2 separate regions of the Mus musculus genome follow, and region 2 is linked to region 1. The links are chromatin contacts, called in public Hi-C maps. All regions are on one chromosome and are shown on one strand. Each heading gives the region's core, a stretch centred on a gene start, on an enhancer-like site or on the middle of the called end of the contact. The rest is flanking DNA. Distances are from core to core; before and after follow the strand shown.

What was found. A called contact is a pair of places that touch in the nucleus more often than the background predicts.
Region 2: a Hi-C map of epidermal suprabasal cells shows a contact between it and region 1, with 3 times the contacts expected there. The contact joins two enhancer-like sites. A contact is called at or near these places in 1 of 484 Hi-C or Micro-C datasets (epidermal suprabasal cells) and 1 of 115 datasets of contacts at active chromatin or transcription factors (T-cell acute lymphoblastic leukemia).

Annotation. Positions count from the first base shown.
Region 1 is chr13:40,447,692-40,454,630 of GRCm38.p6, forward strand. No RefSeq gene overlaps it. Among named protein-coding and RNA genes, the nearest start is that of Ofcc1, 160 kb to the left of the region's middle. Within about 2 kb of position 3,505, at least 5 of the 459 cell types and tissues checked have an H3K27ac peak or open chromatin away from gene starts, as enhancers often do. A contact at or near this core is called in epidermal suprabasal cells, where this site is marked.
Region 2 is chr13:39,945,755-39,952,792 of GRCm38.p6, forward strand. No RefSeq gene overlaps it. Among named protein-coding and RNA genes, the nearest start is that of Gm40924, 26 kb to the left of the region's middle. Within about 2 kb of position 4,902, at least 14 of the 459 cell types and tissues checked have an H3K27ac peak or open chromatin away from gene starts, as enhancers often do. A contact at or near this core is called in epidermal suprabasal cells, where this site is marked.

The DNA.
Region 1 (6,939 bases), core at 2,255-4,754:
CACTGCTGAAGAATATTTCTCTAAATAAATCCAGAGTTGTCCAGTGTCTCCTCGGGTCTGTTATTCTCCATGGAAGGCACAGAAAAGAAGAAAGAATAACCAAATTTATCGGAAAGGTGCAACTGTCTCCCTGATTAGTGGACAAGTGGCAAGAGATAGATGCTGTTGGTAGCACTAAGAGGAAGAGATGAGGAGAGGAAGAGAGGGGGGGGATCTGAGGGGCGGGACGGGGAAGCTGTGCTGGGAGAGGAAAGGAAGGAAAGGAAACAAAGAGATCTTGGATCTGTGAATTCACTCCAGACCAGAATCTGGCTTTCTTCATCTTAGGTTCTCTTAATAGGTGCTTAAAACTTGCTGAAGCACTTCCACAGTTAATGAGACAAGGCAGTCAAGAGGATTCTCATAGTCTCTTTGCTCAAAGTCCACAGATTTTTCAGTGGATTTCAAGACGCACACATATAGAAGAATTCAGGAATGGGGGAAAAGGCTGTCTACTCATTTATACACATATTCACAAGGGTATGGGAAGTCTCCTCTTACGAGCAAACCTGTTGGAGCTGGAGGGATGGCTCCATTGTAAGAATAATTGCTCCCTTGCAGAAGACCCAGATCTGCTTCCCAGTACTCGAATAGCTTCTCACAACTGTTTCTAACTCCAGTTTCATGGGTTCAATACCCTCTTCCCATCCTTGTGGACCCTGTGCACACAGGTGGTATACACATACGAGCAAAACACTCACACACATAAAATACAAGTCAATCAATCAACCAATTTTTAAAAGGCTCTACACACAGCATTTACGGTTCCAACCTCAAATGCTCTCTCCAAAGGCCCATGTATGAAGGCTGGGTGCTATGGTGCTATTAAAAGGTAATAGAAGGTTTAGAAGATGAAATCTCATGAGAGGAAGTTAGATCATTGGAGCTGTGTTGTTGCAGGGGATATTAGAATACCAGTCCCTCCCTATATCTCTATTTCCCACCGTCTACTAGAATAGTAACTCCACCCTACTCTGCCCTACACTACAGCTCCTTGGTGCAAACCCAAAACAGTGGAGTCAACAGACTCTAGACTAAACCCTCCAGAACTATAAGCCAAAATAACTCTTTCCCTCTTATAGATAACTTCCCCCAGGTATTTTTGACCCAGCAATGGAAAACGTCACTAATACATCAATCTTCCCAGATGTGGGAACAAGAAGAAATAGCCTGACGGTGCACGTGAGAAAGGCCTTCTAGGGCAGACCTGACCAGTTCCTCCAAACATGACATCGCCTGCACTTCACCCCAAAATTCTGACATCATGTAGGGAGGGCAGGGTGGAATCTACAGAGCTTACGATTAAAGAGTTTCCCAGCATGAATATTCACCTCTTTTCAAAGTCTTGCTCTGCCTTTCCCAGGCCAAGCATTCCTGGGGAGAAAGTAGAAAACCTCAGCTCGGTAGGAAAAGGTGGTGTTGGGTACCTTGCCAGCAGCAGCAATAAAACTCCCTTGATACCTTGATACTTGGCGTGATACCCAAGGGCACAGTGTACAGGTATAGAAGGCCCTTTCAACCCTCCACAGAGGTGAACTGGCACAGAGACTGCCCAGGGGAGAAAGGTGGCAGTATTTAACCATGTCTGTGCTTACACTGCTCCATCAAACCTCCCACACACCACCAGCAGCAGCACCACCACCGCCTACTCTTGCTCAATGCCTGCTTCAAAGGAGGAGCGGGCGTGAGCAAACGTCACCTCCTGCTCACCGGCCACCTGCATGGCCTGATGGCCATTCAACCTACCCTTGCTGTGACAGGACTGAGCACCAGGCTGGCTGACTAGACCCTTTGGTCCTTGGAGTTTTCCACTCTAGGTGATGTGATCATTTTTATCCTCTTTTTTTTTTTTCCCCTGCCTTTCTCCAAACTTTGAAGATAATGAGTCTTAGGCATTTCGGAGTAATTAGAAGGTGTGGCTGCCAAGCAAAAGAGAGTCGTTTTCCTTTTAAATGGGGAGAGTAGGTTGCCTCGCTCATCGCTCGGCACCAATTAAGTCTCATGTGCCCATTATTTCTCTGATAAACTGATCTGGCGCTGCTGAGGAGGCCACACCTAGGAAGTAATGAGCCCCTCCTGCAACAACTGCAGCCATTAAGAGCCCAGAAGCCCGGTGTCATCGTGACTCAATTATTTACCATTTACTGACCTCTTCAGCCTTCAACTTGCTTTTCAATGTGTGAATTTGTGGGTGACAATGGGGAGAGCACCCCATAGACTGCAACTGAGGAGAGCAGGAGTTTAGAAAATGCAGTAGGCAATCCCCCATCCCCACTCCCAACCCCCTGATGTATTTCAACAACCTCAGTGGAAAATAAAGCCTCAGGGTTGGGGAAATGGCTCAGTGGCTGAAATGTTCACTGCACAAGTGTGAGGACCTGAGTTCGGATCCCATGGATGCACGGAAAGATCTGAACATTGCTGTGGGGTACCTGTTATCCCAACACTGGGCAAGCTGGGACCCATGGACCTCGGAACCTCACACTGGCAGCCAGTCTAGACTCCTCAGTAAAATCTCCAGGTTCAGTGAGAGACCTGTCTCAAAAACACAAAGAGCTATAGAGGAAGACACCTGACAGCAATGTCTGATGCCATAGGTGCATTTTCATATGCACGCACACACACACACACATACACACCACCACCACACAGACCATATACACCACACATACACATGCACACACACACACCCACCACCACCACCACCACCACTACCACCAGCACCACACAGACTACATATACACCACATACAGCCTATACATACACAAACACACACAATCCACACCATGCAGATCACATACACACAAACATGCACATACACCACACAGACCACATATATACCACACACACACACACACACACACACACACACACACACACTGAATAACTGACTAAATAAAGCACTATCTCATTCATTTATAGTACTTTTAATAACATACATATGATCTGCAAGGCTGTATACAATTTGACTGATCAGTTCTACGCTTCCCATTGCTAATTAAGAAGAAACTAATGGGTCTGCAGAAAGGAAATAGATGAATATGATCAGTAAGATACCCACCTTCACCTGTAAGAACTGTCCGACAGCTGCCCTCCCGAGCAAAGTAAACATATCAGTCAGCCATTCTTGCCTTTGACTGATAAATCTCTCAGAGTCAGGAAATGGTTTATCATCAAATGTGTCAGAGAAGGGCACAACATTTTCTTGTCCCACTACTTTAGACCACAATAGAATTCTCCCCTCCCCTTCCCTCCCCTCCTCTTCCCTTCCCTCCCCTCCCTTCCTCTTATCTGAGATCATTTAATCCAAAGCCTTCATTTTATGTGAGATAAACTGAGGCACAAAGAGAGATTGGGTGACTCAAGGCCACACAGTCACCTCATACATATTCAAGGCTCTGGCCCCGGAAGGAATGACTGGCTCCCTTGACCTCAGCCTTTGGGAGTCTCTCTCTCTCTCCTCCCGGAGCACATCCATGAAAGCAGGCCTGTTAAGGAAATGCCCCTGGGGCCTTTCAGAGAGCTTCCTCTTCAGGATTTGTTTGTTCTTCTGTTTGTTTTCAGTTGTGTTTTCTGTGGGCTGTGTTAGGGGTGGAGCATACTAGGCCTTGTTCAGACTAGACAAGTACTCTATCTACAGTTCTCCTTTGTGATTCATAGCACAAAAAAGTGTGTGCTGGTAAATGATCAAAGGAGAAAAGTCACTCCTTCTTCTGCTCGCCATATGACATGTTAGCAGGCATGTCACTATAGGGGCTTCACCTATACTTGGGATCGTAGGATATTTTAATGTCTTCTCGTCATCTCATGGGTGTGTATGTGTGTATATGTCCTAGTTAAGTAATCCCCTTGGGAACAAGATGAAACTCAAGTACTTGCCTAGCATGTTATGGTCTTGGGTTTGATCCTAAGCATGACAAAAACAAACAAGCCACCCCAGTGAGGAAGGGGCCTGGAAAGACCTACACGGCTGGGCTCAGCTTGGTGCAATTTGACTTAATTCTTACAGTACTGACAGCTACTTCAGAGCAGCCTACAGGGTTTGCGCTTCTTCTAAAGCCAGCTCTTCAAGAGAGGGATGCCAAATAAAAGTCTGCGGGGTGGAAAAGGTAGAAATGGGGTTGGTTTTGCCTCTTACACTACTTGAAAAAGACAGAGGCAAGCCTTGGGTGTCAGCTCATCAATTCCAGAGGTCCCCAAGGACATGCCCTTTCTCCACCCTTGATGGGCAGATTCTGTCTCCCCTGGGAAGCAAGAGAACACGCATCATTAACAACATTGGATTACTCTCTTAAGAGTTCTAGAGGGAAGAAGTCAAAAACTTTTGAAGGCAAGTAAGACAGTTGGTAATAAGTACCCATTGATGGAAATCACAGGGCGGGGGAGATGGGTCATTTCATTGAACAAAAAGCTTCCCTTGCTAGCTAACATAAGGATCCAAGTATGGTCACCAGAACCTATGTAAATTGCTAAGTGTTGTGGGCCATGTTTATAATCCCAGAGCAGGGGACTGTAGACTGACAGACTTCTGGGGCACACTCGAAAGTCAGCCAGGGCTAATTGGCCTGAGTTTTACACATACACACACACACACACCACATATGTGCACCCACACGCATGCATTTACACACATACCTGCATGTGCATACACCTACACACAACCCCCCAGTTTCCTAAGTGTATATTGTCATTTTAACATATATTTTAACAGAGATTTGCTCATTTTATCCTCATAGCACCCCTATGACATAAGTAATATTATTAAGGCCACATATCAGAAGAGGAAACTGAGGCACAGACGCTAGATAGAAAGTTTACCCAATGGTCAGTGTTGATCATCAGTTGTGGGATTTGAAGCTGTCCAATCTATCATCCCACAGGGAAAGCCAGGCTTGACTCAGGCCAGAGAACACCAAGGTAGCATCCAAGGAAGAGAGGGTTGCTAGAAGCCCTGGGGGCTTCCTCTTTCGAGTGCTCTCACCTACTCACACCCTGATCTAAACTAGGTTTGAGAAATCCGGACAAGACTGGATGCCTACAGCAATGGAGTTCTTGATGGATGGTACATACAGAAGGAGCAATGGTCTAATCCTGATGCCAATGTATTAAGAATTGAAATGGAATTCTTTCCCCCAGGGGATTGCCTCCTTCCTCTCAGATTCTATTGTCAGGAGCTCAAGCATTCAGCACTAAGATTTAATGATGGGCTGAGTCGTTGTCACTTTTAGGAGGTGACTTGGGTGCTGGAAGTTGTTCTGGAGAAGACAAGAAGAGCAGATAGTGCCCGCAGACACAAGAGAAGTTATGAAGACGGTGAATAGCAGAAGACATGCTGCTCTTCAGCTTGCCAGCGCTGCACAGAGTCCCTGAACTAATAATGGGAAAGTGGAAAGGGTGGAAACTTACCTTGACTTACTCTTCCAGGGGTTTTAGTCCAATGTTATTTGGTTGACTCCAGGGGGTACCTGTGTTGAGTGAACGCAACACGGTAGAACATACATGGTAGACTAAAACGGATCATCCCATAGTGGGTAAACAACAAGGAGGAGAAAAGGAGGCCCAGAGTGCTCACATCCCTCTCAAGGGCTCACTCCTGATTACTTAACCTCCTTCCTCTTGGCCATATCTCTTTAAAGATTCCATTACCTCCCAAATGTGCCATAGGCCGGTGATCAAAACTCTTTGTGTCCTTTAGGGTATGTTTAAGATCCAAGCCATTACAGGAGCAGCCAGAGCTATTGCAGTTCATTTCAACAGAACACCGCCAGATGAAGAAACAACACATAAATAACTCAATACAAGATGGACAGAGATAGCTATGGTAACAAAGGGACAAGGATCTCTGAGGCTGTAGGAGATAGTTCATGAGGAAATCATGGCCCCTCCTTCCACCCACCCCTTCCTTCCACTCCTACTTCCCAGGACTGCAGATGTTGGGTGCCTGATATTTTTTCACCTCACATACACAATGGAGTTAGGCAACTTTGGAATGAAAGAGGATTAAACAAGGAGAGGTCTGATGAAGTAAGCTTCCAAAATGTATTCTTGGGTGGGGAGAAGAGAAAATATATAACAATCGCAAATATTGATTCATCAATGTGAGCACCTGTGAGTATCCTTGTGGGGTGTGTGTGTGTGTGTGTGTGTGTGTGTGTGTACACATGCATGCACAACTTCAAGATGTTTACAGCTCTACTTGTCTTCACTAAAAAGCATTGGTTAGCTAAGCTACTTACTCATTGATTAAAATTTCTTGACATATTTATTCCAAAGGAGTTTCTCAAACCGGATGCTACTCCCTGTCTTTACTAGCATGCTGAAGTAGCCAGAAAATACACTCTTTTACAGCTGTCCATTTGAAGGAAAAACTAGAATATCAATAATTTCCTTATTGGAATAAAGAATCTCCTGTTAATAAATTTATTATAAAAATACTTACTATAATGATAAATTAGCAGGCATTATAAAATACATTTTCCCCCTTCTCCTTTAAAAGTTGTGTAAGTTGTATAAGACAGCCTGAATCAGAGAGGCAGCTTTGCCAGGCTGAGCCCCCATAGCTCAGCTTTGCTGTTCGGTTGATTGTTTCCCTGTGTTACTAGACATCAGGGAATAGAGCAGTGGGTAGTACATTAAGAACGGTTGGTGATCCACATGGGAAAGCAAAGACTGAGGCCCCTCTCCTGTCACCCTGCCTATGGAGGTGATCTCTCTCACACTTTAACGTATCCTTCTTAATGAAGGTCCTCTCTGGGTTTTGGGTCCTCTCTATTGCTCCATCACAATGACCCTAGGATGATGTATCAACTATTTTTAATTTTTTATTAAAATGAGCTTTTATTTTATATGCATGGCTACTTTGCCTGTGTGTGTATCCGTGCATCATGGATGTGCCTGGTG
Region 2 (7,038 bases), core at 3,652-6,151, 500 kb before region 1:
CCATATCCAGGGATCCACCCCATAATCAGCATCCAAACGCTGACACCATTGCATATACTAGCAAGATTTTATCGAAAGGACCCAGATGTAGCTGTCTCTTGTGAGACTATGCCGGGGCCTAGCAAACACAGAAGTGGATGCTCACAGTCAGCTAATGGATGGATCACAGGGCTCCCAATGGAGGAGCTAGAGAAAGAACCCAAGGAGCTAAAGGGATCTGCAACCCTATATATAGGTGGAACAACATTATGAACTAACCAGTACCCCGGAGCTCTTGACTCTAGCTGCATATGTATCAAAAGATGGCCTAGTCGGCCATCACTGGAAAGAGAGGCCCATTGGACACGCAGACTTTGTGTGCCCCGGTACAGGGGAACACCAGGGCCAAAGGGGGGGAGTGGGTGGGTAGGGGAGTGGGGGTGGGTGGGTAAGGGGGACTTTTGGTATAGCATTGGAAATGTAAATGAGCTAAATACCTAATAAAAAATGGAAAAAAAAAAATAAAAAAAAAAAAAAAAAAAAAAAAAAATGAAGCAGTGATAGTTAGCTTAGACATTCATTATATGTCCCATATACCCCTCTACATATATATATATATATATATATATATATATATATATATATATTAATTTTCATGACAGTTATTACATTTTTATACCAAGGCAACAACAAAATAAATTCCCAGTGTCATAAACCAGTGAATATGGATACAGCTCTGAGCTCAATTTGTCATTAGAGACTAAGCTTTTAGCCATATAGAATATTCAATGTTTTTATATTAGATGGCTGAGAGAAATGACCACAGCAGTCTCATATCTTTATTAAAGAATGAATATTAGTAAGGGAGAAAAAAATAATCAGGAATCTAAAAGAAATACTCAGAATACAGATGTTTTCCCACACTGCTGGGGGTTACTAACTGCTAGAAAACACCATGTAAAATTATTTAATAGAAATTAATATATTTTATTGTATAAATCCAAGAGAATATTCATATAGATATTTTTAAGTAGTAAAATGGCTGGGGAGACGCTGAAGGGAATAAGGGTGCCTGCCTCACAACGCTGACACCCCGAGTTCAATCCCCAGAGGAAAAACTGACTCCAGAATGTAGGCCATCCTTCCCCTTCCACAAGCATCTGTGGTGTGCACAGGCCAGACCTACTTATTTCTACTTCCTCTACCCTTGCACACACACACAAATATTTAAAAAATAGTTTAAAAAAAGTGTACCAAGTGACTGAACAACTAAAAAATTACAAAACAGACGAATGAAAAGGGAAAAAAAAAAAAAACCAAAAAAACCAAAACCCACTACTTGCAAAATGTACTTGAAAAAAATGCAGGTCATTCTCAGGAAGAAAACAAAAGCAATCAAGTAAAAGTCTACCAGAATAAACCCAGCAAAGACAGACAGACTGAAAATGTCCATGGAGAAAATGGTAGAGTTATACTGAATGACAGACAGTAAACTAGCCCCATCAATATACCATACTAATATATGGTAAAAGAATACTAGAAAATAATCTAATTTTCCAACCAACCTTTACATGAAAGTATAGTAACAGGCAATGAAAGAAGCCCCCACACCAGGCTACCATTAATGAACAGCCACATGGAGAGATTTATGAAGACATGTATGGTATACTTTACAGGGCTCTGATTGAAACATCCTGCTGTCTGTAAGCTAAACCATTACACAAATTGTCCACTGGAACTAATAAAAACTACACAAATATTAGTATATATGTTTTAGCTACACATATAAATATATTTACTACATATCTATAGCATATGTATAGTAGTACTCCATATATACACATACTTATTCTATAGCAAGTCAGTTTGCACATTTACAATTTACACATCATATTTCTGAATGCACATTTGTCAATATAAAAGTTAAATATGTATTTACAATATATTGTATATACTAAACATGCATCTATATAGTACTATGTATTAGTGATTATTTCTTCTCTGCCCTAGTATGTTTATTACCACATATATATGTGTATATGTGTACATATACATGGGCATACATATTTATATACATGCCCAAACACATGTGCATATGTGTGGTCCATACTGTATAATGTTACATACAGTGGTGACCTCAAGACTCTAACAAACTCCAAAACTTCCAATTGCTTCAATGTGTTCGTATTTTAAACTAAATGGTATAATAAATCCCAATGTTAAAAAAAATTAAATTTCATGAAACATGAAGTTATAGTTAGCTAACATAGAGTTATTCTTCTTACAACTGTGATGCAGCCTGGCTGTCTGTGTTTGTGAAGTCAGGGTCCTGAAGCGCCTCTGCTCTTCAGCACACTCATGATAGACACAGAGGCTTCTAGTCCTGATTTCTTCAGACCTGCTGAGTTCCCTGCTCTTGTTTTTAATCTTGCCTTTCCTATAGCGAACAGTGTTTATTCTCATAAACACTTAGCATTATGCAGCGATGGCCTACACTCTTCAGTCCAGAGCTGCCCTGCGCTTCTGGCTACACCATTTGCCACCACTCGAGTGACACCGAGCCACAGGTGTGTGCATGTGTGCGCTGTGCTTTCTGTACATTGGCAGGATTGCCTAGACATGCACTTTCCAGAATGCATCTCTGAGAGATCCCAGCTCTGATTCTCCCACAACAGAAATCTAATTATAGACCAGTGTAGAAGAATGGCTGATTCACTTGAGAGTGGAGTGAAGTGTTTTGATCTCTCGGGGAAAACAGAAATAGACCTTGACCTCATCCTATGCACAGACTGTGTGGATTTTCAACTGAATGTAAAAGAGAGCATTATATTTCTGGAAGTAACTGGGGATGAAAAGTCTTAATGCTTTAGGAGTTAAAGAAATGATTTTTGAAGTTCTTAAAGAAAAGGCCACAAGGAGGAAAGCTGAAAAAAATTTACTACATTAAAATTAAGGGTGCTTTGTTCGTCAAAACCCCATGTATACAGATGCAGAAAACATTTACACAGTTATACGTACAAATAATCACAAATAAATCCGAGTAAAAATGAGCAGATATATTCTCTGTACTCCTATTCCTTAATAGAGTAGTAGGTTTGAGACAGGATTACGCTCTGTAGCCCAGGCTATCCTAGAACTATGTAGACTAGCCACTTAGTGCTCATCATGCCTACCTCCTCCTCCTCCTTCTTCTTCTTCTTGTTTTGTTTTGTTTTGTTTTGTTTGTTTGTTTGTTTGTTTGTTTTCTGAGACAGGGTTTCTCTGTTTAGCCCTGGCTGTCCTGGAACTCACTCTGTAGACCAGGCTGGCCTCAAACTCAGAAATCTGCCTGCCTCTGCCTCCCAAGTGCTGGGATTAAAGGCATGCACCACCACGCCCGGCTCCTAGCTTCTATTTTTATTCTTGGAGCATCGCTATCTTTGAAATCATCTCTAACGGAAGGATGGACCATCTAGAGACTACCATACTCGGGGATACATCCCATAATCAGCCTCCAAAAGCAGACACCATTGCATACACTAGCAAGATTTTGCTGAAAGGACCCAGATATAGCTGTCTCTTGTGAGGCTATGCCGGGGCCTAGCAAACACTGAAGTGGATGCTCACAGTCAGCTATTGGATGGATCACAGGGCTCCCAATGGAGGAGCTAGAGAAAGTACCCAAGGAGCTAAAGGGGTCTGTAACCCTATAGGTGGGACAACAATATGAACTAACCAGTACCCCCCCCACCCCCGAGCTCGTGTCTCTAGCTGCATATGAATCAGAAGATGGCCTAGTCAGCCATCATTGGAAAGAGAGGCCCATTGGTCTTGCAAACTTTATATGCCTCAGTAAGGGGAAACACCAGGACCAAGAAGTGGGAGTGGGTGGGTAGGGGACTTGGGGGGGGGGTATGGGGGACTTTTGGGATAGCATTGGAAATGTAAATGAAGAAAGTACCTAATAATAAATAAATAAATAAATAAATAAATAAATAAATAAATAAGGATATAAGAAAAAAAAAAGAAATCATCTCTAAATAAAAGTATTTTACAACATAAAGCCAAGCAAGGCACACACACTTGGAATCCCAACATTTGGGAGCCCTGAGACAAAAGAAACTGCTCCATGTTCTAGAGCAGTCTACATTTCGTGGTGAAAGGCCCTACCTCTCTCTCATTGCCCCACCCTCCCAAAAATGAGAAAAGCAAACAAACAGGCAATTCCTAGGAAGGAGAAATAGAAGGATCACAGATGCATAAGAACACCAGTTTCAGGGACTATAAAGGAATTCTCAAGGGATTTAACGGAGACCGCCTCTGTCTTCACGCTATTCATAGGAATTCCAGGGTTAAAGAGAACACAATCAAGAGTGATGGAAACATGGGAGTCACGTGTACTCCTGGTAGAAGGAGACACTTGTCCAGTGAGCTGACAGTTCGCACAAGAATAATGCGAGTCATTATTGACAGCGCGGCAGTCCAGACAGCGACCCAGAACAAGAATGCTGTTTCCAGGGCCTCACTGGAGTCAGTTTCAGGCTCTGCCTCTTTCGTTAGCACCTGGCCTTGGCAAGGCACACACCCTGCAGGGCAGGCGTAGGTGCTGGATCTGCCAGTCAGACAGACAGATCCGCATCAGATAACGCTAAGGAAGCCACTGAGTCAGCACGCCAGGTGATCGTTTCCAAATATACAGACCTTTGTTTGCCAGGGCCAAGTTTTACACCAGTCTCTTTCATCATGCATGGTGGCAAAGGATCAAAATCATTCCTGCTGTGACATTTGGCCAGAGTGATGAGGGGTGGGATTTGAGGGTGGAAGCTTGATTAAAATAATAAATTTCATCATCACCACTTTCTTTTGATATTCTGAGTACAGAGTGGAAAACAGCAGAAGGCATTGTTCTTGCAGAGGTGGCTCTCATGAGTCAGTGCTGGAAAGGTTCTCTGACACTTTTGAAGTTTCTCCTTTGTGACAGTTTCTCTATGGAACAGACAAGGTACTACCACACTCTTGTCGCAACAGCCCTCAGACGAAAGATAGCCCCTGCCCTCGTTTTAAACAGTTAAATAATATTTGCCATTGAATATTGAAATCTTATACAGTCCGCTTCATTTCTATTTATGCCTATGCTTGCTTGCATGACTTTCTGGGGATAATTTTATTAAGGCAAACTTATACAAAGTGTTATGGCAGGATCAGCTGCTCATGTCTGTCAATCACTTCCTTCAATCACAAATTTCATTGAGTGTCAACAAGGTAATCCATCGTGACTCCAGTGCTGGATATAATAACAACTAGCATTTACTGAACATTTATTATGTGCCACACACTGTTCTGACAGTTTTATATGAGTTACTTCACTTGTTCATGCCAAAAAGTCCATGATGTAAATGCTGTTATCCCATTTTACAGGTGAGGAAATCGTAGCAAAGGTTAGAACTAGTAAATCATAGATCTAAGTCTAAAACCCAGGCATCCAGCTTCAGAGGAAGCAGTTTTAAATACCAGGGAATTATGTGTCTTCTAAACAGCAATGGTATTCCACATCAGCAAAAGTATGCACAAAATGGTTTTTATTGACCTATAAAATTTGTACATCTTTATAGACCACAATTTGATAACTTGACATGAATATAGAGTGTGTGGCAACCACGAGTGCGATTAGCCTTCCTTGTTGCACAGGAATATTGCATTGTGAAACTTGAATTCCAGGTCTGTATAAAATACATGATAAATTGTTAGCTATAGCCACCCTACTATGCCTTAGGACATTAGAACATTCTTCCCTTCTAATGGTACCTCAGGATATGGTAGACTGTTAGCAAGGCACAACGGTACATAATCACTTTCAAAAGTGAATGTTTGCTTAGTGACAGTTTACCAGCTTTGAGCCTCTGCTTCTTGTCAACACTGTTGGCTTCAGTGTCACACATATGGTGCTGGAGACTGATGCTTCAACCTCAACTCTGGGACTCATAAAATAACTAAGGAACAGAGTTCCAAAATGGAAGCAGGGTGATAGAATCACGTCTTTTGGAAGCAAATGGGCAGAAGATTAAAACATATCTGTATGATAAAAACTGGTCCTTGGGAGACATGGGTTTCTAGCACATTTCTATGCTCATTCTAGAACTCAGTCTTGCTATATCTGAGCTCCTGTCCAGGGCTCCTGTTTCTCCTTTCAGCTCCTTCAGGGAATGATGAACGAATGTTCAGGGCCCCTGTGCCTTATCATGACGTCATGTTGTCCACATAGTTTTCGAGGGTCAGAACAGAGCAGATATTCTTTCTGAGAGCCCCTTTGGCTACAAAGGTGTTATCAGACTCCGATCAATCCATCTTAAAAGGAGGCTAGCTACAGAAAGCCTAAAGGATAAATTGTTGCCAACAGCTTCCCTCTTATCTGCAACAATGTCCACAGAAGATTGGGTCAGAGGCTTCTCCTGTGCATGGAGGATTTGTAAAACTGTAACTTTCTAGCTTGTTCTCTGTGTGTCTTCAAACTAAACTAGCACTTCCTTAGGGCACAGACAGCAGCAATACTTATTCATTCTTAGAGATTTAACTTTAATTTTAAATTATGTTTATATGTGTCTGGGGTTGGTCGGTGGGTTAATTTATGCATGTGAGGGCAGTACCCCCTGAGGCCAGAAGAGAGTATCAGATCCCCAGGAGCAGGAATTAAAGGCTGTTGTGAATTCCCAGCCCAGGTCCTCTCTGAGAGTAATATCCCTCCTACCCACAGCGCCATTTCTTTATTTTATTTTGTATTTTATTTATTTTCTTAAAGATGATACTTAATCTTTATAAAGCATAGACTCTCCAGCATACAGAATTCCATCACTAAATCGTGTTGAGGTGATAGAGTTGATAACTGTTCCATTTACAAAAGACTCGCAGGACAGCGTTCCATTTGACCAGCAGTATGTTGTGATGGAAAGCTAGTAGCCACATTTCCTGAGCCCTGACCCTAGCTTTGGCTTTCAGGTGGGACAGGCCATATTAGATCACTCTTGGATATTGTTGGCCAAGTCAGTCTCCATGCCTGGTTACCTGCAGAGTGATAGAGCGATG